Linked DNA regions of Mus musculus: region 1 is linked to region 2. Evidence: chromatin contacts called from public promoter capture Hi-C data. All regions are on one chromosome and are shown on one strand. The core of a region is the stretch at or near the end of the contact, and the rest is flanking DNA. Distances in the headings are between cores, read along the strand shown. Region 1 holds the start of Etfrf1 (electron transfer flavoprotein regulatory factor 1). Region 2 overlaps C2cd5 (C2 calcium-dependent domain containing 5).

What was found. Promoter capture Hi-C pulls out the DNA fragments that hold promoters and counts their contacts.
Region 1: a contact with region 2 is called in a promoter capture Hi-C map of the C10 cell line, with 5 times the contacts expected there. The contact joins the promoter of Etfrf1 here to the enhancer-like site in region 2. A contact is called at or near these places in 5 of 39 promoter capture datasets (the C10 cell line, embryonic stem cells, hippocampal neurons and 2 more).

The regions. Positions count from the first base shown.
Region 1 is chr6:145,208,592-145,213,047 of GRCm38.p6, forward strand. Etfrf1 (electron transfer flavoprotein regulatory factor 1) reads left to right here and starts at 2,556. Exons shown (of 3, transcript NM_133688.3): 1 at 2,556-2,661. Casc1 (cancer susceptibility candidate 1) reads right to left here and starts at 2,379. Exons shown (of 16, transcript NM_177222.4): 1 at 2,216-2,379. The coding sequence starts at 2,218.
Region 2 is chr6:143,054,944-143,060,058 of GRCm38.p6, forward strand. It overlaps C2cd5 (C2 calcium-dependent domain containing 5), which reads right to left. Exons shown (of 29, transcript NM_001362113.1): 12 at 4,203-4,268. Among named protein-coding and RNA genes, the nearest start is that of C2cd5, 43 kb to the right of the region's middle. Within about 2 kb of position 2,973, at least 17 of the 459 cell types and tissues checked have an H3K27ac peak or open chromatin away from gene starts, as enhancers often do.

The DNA of each region.
Region 1 (4,456 bases), core at 1,306-3,805, 2.2 Mb after region 2:
TGGCTACCTTAAACTGAAAAAATACTATAAAAAGAAGTCAGAACAAACTGAAAACACAGGCAAGAAAACCCACAAGATTTCTCACGAAGCATCTTTTTGAGTTAGTCAATACAATTTCCTATATCAATGAGTCTGTGATAGGAGAGCAAGCTAAAAAAGGACTGGTTGAAAAGATGCCCTAAATCTCCACGCATTACTGACTATTGATACTATTTCAAATTTGCAGATGTAGCGGCTGTCTAAAAGAAACCTTTCTATTACATAAGATTGATAGTATTTTTTTTTAAAAATGGGGAGAGAATCAGTTTCTTCAAGTTTGCCAATTAACGATGAAGTGAAGACTGCCCAGCCACATGATTTACAGTCAGTCTGCTCTTTTTGGAAAGCTCTGTCCTTCAATACTGATTTACAAGTACAGGTATTTCCCGTGATGCTATTCGTAAACTCCTGAGAAGGCCTGTGTGCCCATCAGCTCTCTGGTAAAGAACCTGTAAGAGGCCGTCTGAGTGTAAATTACACAGTTTACATATCTGAAGAGCTGCACATAGGAAGGGCTGGTTCGAGCCATGGGAACATCATTCTAAAATGCCAGTGCCAAATTTGGCACACAGTAAATGAGATTTAGACGACATCTTCCTGCAAGGTGCACACATTTCAGAAATTCTCTCCATAAATATTCATCAGGGAGAGAGCAACGAGGGAGGCTTTGCTCTCATGTGATTTTTACAAATAATTTTTATCCTGGCTGTAGTATTCCCTGACACATTGTTAACATATTTCCATCTTGAAACAAATACTGTATGGTAGGCTATGTAAATATCCTCCTCAAAGAGCATATCCTAAAGATGATGGGCACATTTTTATCCCTCACTAGTATTTCTAACATGAAACAGGTGTGGGGAAAGTCCTATCTTTATCCTTCACATAAACATAAGAGCCATCAGTAGTAAAACTTTTCAACGTTCAAGTGGCAAAGGACTTCCTGACAAGCTTTTTGAGAAATTTGTCCTCTTGGACTTACAGTATAGTTGCTTCCCTTCCTGAATTGTATACTTCCTTAGATTGTGGGGTTGAATTATGCATTTTCAAATTCATATACTAAAATCTTAACTTCTTGTGTGTTAGCGTTTGACCTGCTTATGAAAAGGGTCTGTAATTATTTCACCCAATTAAGAAGAGCTGATACTGGAACTGGACAGGCCTCTGGCTCAATATGGCTGGTACAGGTTACAAAGAGGAATCTTGGATACAGACCCTCATGAAGAAAATAAGCATCGTATGAAAAAAATGAGTTTACACTGCTACACACTAAAGAACTATTTAGAAGTAGAAGAGAGATCTGAATAAATCCCTGCCCCCATGCTGACACCCTGACCCCAGATGTTCAGTCTCCAGAATGGTGAGGTAAGCAGTTTCTACTGTTTAAGCAAACATGTTTATGGTACTTTGTTTCCTGGAAGCCCCATGATACAGTTAGGTTTGAAGCTGCAACCTCCTGGAATCTACATTTTAAATATTCCCCCAAATGGCTTGGAAGTCTTTGAGAAACAGTGCTATGTAGATAGGAAAAAGAAATTAAATCCACCTTTCGATGTAGCAAATACGTGCTTGTTCTTGTAATTTGCCAGCAGTCTTAACTTGGCTGATGACCCATTGGGGGTCTTGCCAGGGGAGGCCTTCACTACCCATTTCTTCCCACCACTTACAGAAAATACATACTTATATCTTAAAAGAGACTGAAAAGCACCAATCTTTTCTTCTCTCCTACCCTTAATAGCTTGATTACTCCGCTTTAGATACACCAGCTGTTACCTTGGTAAAGCTTGTGTCTGATATTCTGCTTAACTGACAGAGCCGGAGGGCTGTAATATTCTCCTTTGTGTGTCTCTGGCTTCCAGCCAGCAAACACAAATAATGCACTCTGAATCTCCCCTCAACGAGTGTGATAATTGATGATCTCTTGATGGAGAATGGGAAACAACACACGAAATTTGCTCCATATTGTTCTGCGTTGGAATGAAAACTTTTCTGACAAGGCAGTCAGAGCCAAAGTGGGAATGTACATCACCGGAAGCTAGTAAAGTTTAGTCACTGCAAAGATCTGGATCTCGCCACCTCTGGATCGCACTGCCCCTGTCTGCCTGCCCTCCCTCGACAGCGCTGAAGTGGAATCCGCACTTGCCCCTTTCCTGTCTCCCTCACTTTCCTGGCTTACCATGACAGAAGCAGGAACTTTGCTTAGGGATAAGTGAACTCTGCAGAGCAGGAACGCTCACGGTTGTCAAGACGACAGGCCACGCCCACTCACAACTCCCAGTGTTTTGCGAAGGACAACCTGCGCAATCGCACTGTAGTCTTCCGGTGAGTACTGCCCAAGTCGTAGACTGGTTACACAAGCCACACTTCCCACATAAGGTACGCCCACATCGCGGCTTTTACCTAATCCCGCCCATTTCCGCCTGATGCCCCGCCCCAGCAAAGAAAGCGGCCTCGAGTCCCATACACTGCTGCCTGTAGTCCCGCCCTGAGCCCACCCCCGCCTCTCAGCTCCGCCCACTTCCGGCAGACGGTCGGAGCATTTACGGCCGTGGTGCCGCAAAGCGCTGGAGTGAGGCGGTCTGAGCAAGCTGTCGTCTGGACCCCAGACCTGCTGGTGGTGAAGTATGCCTTAGGCGAGGGCTTCCGGGCGTGGGGAGAGCTGCGTCTCACACTGAAACGCAGGCTGACCTGGAACTCGCGGGCATCCCTCAGCTTCCTCCTGAGAGCTGGGGTTATAGCCGAGGCCCGCCACGGCCAGCCTTGTAAAAAGGTTTCTTCCTCGCTTCTTTTGCGTCTGGACGAGCCCTTCCCGGGGGATCTGGGGAATGGCGCCAGCTCACGACTAGGTGAAGCCATAGGTTCCGGGCGGGTCCCCCAGGGAGTCATCTGGCCACAAAGGCGAGCTCCAAGAGGGTCGCTACCTTGATATTAAAGTAGTACAGATTCTTCACTGATCGTGGGAGTTTAGTTTCTATGCAAAGCATTCGCCCTTCTCAAGAGCTGCTCACACACTAGTTTAACGTGACTTCTAAGAACCAGTAAGCCATTGTTGTCCCAAGGTCACGGAGCGCTGTACTGTTGTGGCAGCCTGCAGAATTTCAGCCCTTCTCCATAAGAAAAGGCACTTGAGACGTAGAGGAATGGAGACAGTTCTTTAACCCAACCCCAGCTTACGGCCCGTCTAACCCAAGATAGAGTACTAATGCTCTGTCCCTTACATAAACTAAATGTTCTGTTCAGTAGGACTGACAGCTAGTTTTTGTGGGTTAAGGTCATTGGTTGCACAACACTTAAGACCTTACTGCCCTCCGAACCTTGGTAATGAGATAAAAACTTAACACCTACTGCATATAAATTCAAATTTGTTTTATCTTAGCTGTTGAGGTATGGAAGGTAGCCTTTGTTTTGAATTATTCAACAAAGCAACTACTAGTGTTTAGTGACAGAAAACCTCAGACTAAACTAGGAAGTGGTGTGGAAGTACAGTAATTAACATGGTGACTCAGGAGAAATGGCCTTACTCAAAATCACTGTGTCATTATCAACTTCTCTCCTAAGAGGAAAACTAATAGTAGAGATGTGTTAGATCCCATGGTTCAAGACTCTGTGCATGCTTTTTTGAGTTTTGATGTCCTCTAGTCCCTGGGCAGGATTTGTGAGTAATAAGAGGGCTGCTTTCTGGCATCTCTTCATCTTGACACGGGTTGTACTAGCCCCTCTCTCCTGTCATGTACCTGTACCATCTAAAGGCGTATGGTCGCACAACCTCTGGTATGGGGAAATCTGACAGGACAGTTTTCCAGTACAGTCTGAAGGAATACTGAGTCTAGTTCACTAGACCACTGAAACAATACACTGCCGTCTCCATTTCCTTCAGCTTTTTTTTTTTTTTTTTTGGTCACTTGAACATCATGGGGCAGAATAACATCATTGGGCATCAAGCCCCTATTAGAAATAATAGTGTCCTACTAAAATGACAACGCCATCATTCCTTTACTCAAAGTCCCCAGGGAGAAAGGACTTACAGCTCCTCCTTGCACATATCCATGTTCCTGGAATAGCCCGTGACTTTGAGCCATGCACTCATCCAACTTTGATAACTTCCAGGACTCCATGCAGGTCTCTGCAGCAATTAAGTTGTTTTCTAGTTTGCAAACTAAAGGTTTTTCCCAGCAGCAAAAATAAACTAAAAATTCCTGAAAATCAACTGTATCATAAATTACCATCAAAGTGCATGGGGCAGGGGTAGGCGAATCTTTTATTACTCATACTCTGTGGGAAAAGCAATTGGGAAGGAGAACTAAGGCAGGTCTCTAAAAGCTTTCACAAGTTACAAATGCCAAGTTTTATCTATATAATAATTTCAAGCCACATAGTTTTAAGTCATTCTTCAACAAGGTATACCATCCTGGTATTA
Region 2 (5,115 bases), core at 1,723-4,222:
ACATCCACGTTAATTCTCACCTGAGCATCAGTATCCCCCAGAAAAGAACCGCTGAGACCCTTGGCAGAAGTCACATTCCCGGGAGCCTGCCTTCTGTGACTGACTGACAGAGTGTGAACAGGATGCCCACCCGGCTTCACAGTGCTCCTGGTGCCGGGACAGTGCTCAACTCACATGAGTGTGCCAAAGCCGTCACTGACAGATAAGAGTGTTTTAGGGTTGTTACAACAAAATAAACAAAAGAGAATGAATAAAGTCAGATGTTATCTCCTGACACATCAGCTAGCTCACATTTTCTTTTCTTGGTTTTGATTTTACACTGGGTCTCTCTACATAACCCTGGCTGTCCTGACCTTACTCTGTAGACCAGGCCTGCCTCTGCCTCCCCAGTGCTGGAATTAAAGGCATGTGACCACTGCCCAGTTCTTCACATTTTCTTACAATTAAATATTTTGTAAAGTAATAATTTTATTTGTCAAGGTTTTAACTGAGTTTTTGCTCCCAAAATGAGCTTTCTAAAAAGCATAATAGTGATTAACAAAACCCAACATTTTCTAACTTCAAACCACTAAAGGTTGCCTTATAACTCAAGTCTATTTATTATGATTTAAGAAGAAAAAGTATATGCCATAAAATTCAAGATTCATCTAAAATATTCTTAACACTTCAAAAATTCTCAAAACCAAAAACCAACAATCTAACTAATTTGGTTTTCCTTATTCTGGACATGACATTAAATCAAAAATCACCTGCCCCCTTGCTTGAAAGTTGACAGGCAGCTGACAGGCCTGCCACATTCACCAGCAAACCCATGTCCATCATCCACGGTTAAGTGTAAGTCCCAAAGCCAGGTCATGTAGGCTTTGATTGTGGTTTGGTTATGTTTTCCTGACACCTTAAGGAAACCACTGTTTTGTTTTGTTCACCCACACAATAGGATTGGAGTCTCCCTCTAAGATCTGAGACTCGAATGACCCGCTACTGGAAAGCATCCAGATACGTTCAAGCCTCTTCAGCTCATCTCCAGCTCTGCAGAGAGGCAGTGTCTGCCAGGAAGACCCAAGGCATGTTGTCACGATCTCATCACAGCCCTGGGTGTCACACAAAGAACAGTAACACTTCAGGCTCCTTTACAGATGCTTATGTCCTCCTGATTTTCTCAAATTTTGTTCTCAGAACAGAAAAATGAGAAAACAGAAAGTCACATCACAATCAATTCTCAGATTCCTGGGACGGATTCGCTCCTTCCTAGTGCATAAAACGTCCCATCACTGTGGTCAACATGGGACCAGATGGCTAGAACAAAAGCAATGGGCAGGAGGACTCAGTCACGGAACACTTTGTGGTCTATAAAGTAGCTATCCAACTAACAGAGAAGCACTGCCTCAGACTGACTCACAAATGCTAGAGGTTTGGGACACAATAGAATATGCATTCATACAGCATTAAGTATCTTACTGAAAGATTAGAAACCTATGAAAATCTGATATGCACAGCCTTCAAAAATTAGCTTAAGAATCAGAACAGACACCAACATGGTTGGTTAATCATGCCTGCTTCCACACTGTATACAACACAGTAAAACATTTAATACTTTTTTACGGAAGTCTAGCACCTAACAAGTGTTTCTCATTCTGAATTCTGTGTGTGTGTGTGTGTGTGTGTGTGTGTGTGTGTGTGTGTGTGTTCCTGGATAACTATTATCAAACTAAGGCCACAATTACTCACAGTGTCACAGAACTCAAGAAATGAAGTATGTGCTAAACATAATATTAATCACTATTTTTCTTACTAATAAGGGTCAAATCTTTGTTTGCCTAGGTTCTTTTTTTTTTTTTTTTTTAACGTTTGTGTTTAGGTGTTTGCCTGTATTTCTGGCTACCATGTGCATGCAGTACCTGTGAAGGCTAGAAGGCAGCACTGGATCCCCTGGAGTTGGAATTAGCGACAGCTATGAGCTGCCATGCGGTTGCGGGAATTGAGCCTGGGGCCTGTGAAAGAGCAGTCAGTGCTCATAACCACTGACCCATTCTCCAGCTCGAAGCATGGTCAATTCTTGACATTTTGATATTATGGGACAGCAATGGCAGGATACCTCCAAATTCAGAGGATATGTAAAAATTATTTGAATATATTCACCAAACATATCACATTTTCTTCAGAATTTTCGAGTCCTTTTTCTAACCTCGGATTGCACTCAACCTTATTTCAGTCGCAGGATGACACTATGAGTACTCGCCATCCTCATCCTGTAACCATCCTGTATGTCTGGCTGCCCTGTGTATGTCTAGCCGTCCTGTATGTCTGGCTGCCCTGTGTATGTCTAGCCGTCCTGTATGTCTGGCTGCCCTGTGTATGTCTAGCCGTCCTGTATGTCTGGCTGCCCTGTGTATGTCTAGCCGTCCTGTATGTCTGGCTGCCCTGTGTATGTCTAGCCGTCCTGTATGTCTGGCTGCCCTGTGTATGTCTAGCCGTCCTGTATGTCTGGCTGCCCTGTGTATGTCTAGCCGTCCTGTATGTCTGGCTGCCCTGTGTATGTCTAGCCGTCCTGTATGTCTGGCTGCCCTGTGTATGTCTAGCCGTCCTGTATGTCTGGCTGCCCTGTGTATGTCTAGCCGTCCTGTATGTCTGGCTGCCCTGTGTATGTCTAGCCGTCCTGTATGTCTGGCTGCCCTGTGTATGTCTAGCCGTCCTGTATGTCTGGCTGCCCTGTGTATGTCTAGCCGTCCTGTATGTCTGGCTGTCCTGTGTATGTCTAGCCATCCTGTACCGTATCTGGCTCACTGCTCACCCAGCCGTCTGCCATCAGAGTCTCACTCCTCCTCAGCACATGGCTCCCTACCCACGTCTCTTCTGCACACTTCCCATCTGATATTACTTTCAGTGATGGCAAGATATACTGCTTCCTCAACCATGTCTCTCCTGGCCAAACTGCTGCCCTGCTTGCCTGGGACAGTGTTCTTGTGTCTGGGAATTTAACTTCTGCACTTTCCTTTTATAAAACATTTCTGTCACCTGGCCAACTACCACACTCTACAAGTGGCTGATCTACAAGATTTTACTTCCTTAAGTTGTTAGTGACCAATCATTTTTATGCACAACCTATTTTTCTAATTGCACCAAGCTAACCATGTATTGGAATACAGTCTCACTTTATAAAACAAATCTAATAGGGTACGTTTCATTTTTCACCAAAAAGAAAAAAGGCAGTACCTCGAACACAGCCCTTTTCACTTTAACAAATGTCAGCACAGTGGTAAGACCCTGTCTTGAATACAAAGGCAATTCCCCTAAAGAGTCTGGAACTGAGACCACTTTGCATTTGTACTGACAAAGCCACATCAGGAACACGACTCCCTTCAGAGTCGGTCAAGGGCCACCAGAGCTCACAACTCTGACCGATGCTTACACACACTGTAAGATTCCTGAAAATGCTGAGCCCTTTGGTGCTTTTGTTTGGCTATAAGATATGCTGAGACAAGGGACTAAAAAAAATCCTTTAAATATCCACTTTAGTGTTTAATTAAAATAGAAGTTTTAATTCCAAAAATAATTTTAGATATGTATATTAGTAGAAATATGCTTTTCAAAAGAAGCTAACTGGCCTTACTAAAACACATCATCAGCTGTAAAGTTTTGGTTTGTTTCATGTTAATGGATACAGACTATATTCAAATTACTTATAAAGAAAAACTGGAAATCTCATGTGGAAAGAGGAAAGCTTATAGATAGTTAATTGTCCTGAAGAAAACTGTCCTGCTATGAAATTTTGGAACATTTCTAGCATTATATATGAGAATGCTAGGAGTCTCATTTCCTGGTCATTTAAAAGACAATAAATACTATTAAGGCTTACCGAGCAGTTTAAGCGTGCTTTAAGGTTTATCAGGCTGGTTGTTTAATGTATTTAACAAATGCTGCTTAATGATAAAGCTAATGCCTGTATCACTTACCAGATATGAAAACACTGGCCAAATGCATAAATAGAATTTAATTATATTCTGAAAGTTAGTCACATAAGCAAAGTCATTCATAATTTATGGTATGGTTTTGATTCATTTAGCACATGCATTTCCATGCAAATTACAAGCTGTGACATAACTATCACAGAATGATCTAGTTAATCTATAATGTCTCTAAAACCTCACTGAGCTGCCATAATTTCTGTCAGCATATGTAATACTGAATGACCATTAAAATACCTGAATTGAAACTATTCCAGTCTAGCAGTTTGTAAGATCTTGTGTTACCCATAATTCCGACAAAGGCTGAGTTCAAAACAGCAAATTAGTTGATCAGTTTTAGGTGCAGAATAGTAGGAATCAAACAAACAAACAAAAGAAAACTACAGACAAGAACACAATTGACACCAGCACTTGACAGGAACTGGAAGACAGAGACAGCAGAGTTAATAAGGAATAGAGACAGGCAGGACGAGCAGCTACAGTCCTCGCATTAACTCCTCTGGCTACTTGGTCATCGTACGCTTGAACCCACTCCTGTCTCTCCCTGTTCATGCTTCTGTTGTCCTGGGATTTAGCAAAGAAAGAAGTGCTAAGAACTCTGAAATAATCACCAGTAGTTAGAACTAGTGGCAATGGTTTGAAAATAAGAATGTCTCCTTTTTCTGCTGAAAACAAAATTAAAATGTTTCATATTCACTAGTCAAAAGATAGCTGCTGGGAAACACAGCCTATGTATTCTGACCATCATCAAGTCTCTCTCAGCACAGTAGCAGTGCTGACTCCCAGTGCTCAGAGGTTGTCCAGGTGCTCCTAGGGATAATATCCAGCTTTGTTCACCAGGAAAATTACTCAAGGGACTTGGAGAAGCTGTTAAGCATTTTAGTGCCTAATTTATACACAAAAGAATCCAAAAAGCACTTATTTAAATCAAAATAAGACATTAGAGCCACAGAATATACACTTGGTAAGTATTTGACTGAAAATAAAGCAAACTAAAAATGCAACTCCACAGCATTTCAAAGTATTTACATATAAACTACTGTACACTCGCCCTGGGGATGATACAGTAACAGTAACTGAAAAGTAACTGTCCTTGCTATGCAGGACAGACAGCTCCTCTGAAAGGGTGAGCTGCTGGTTACAGCACACA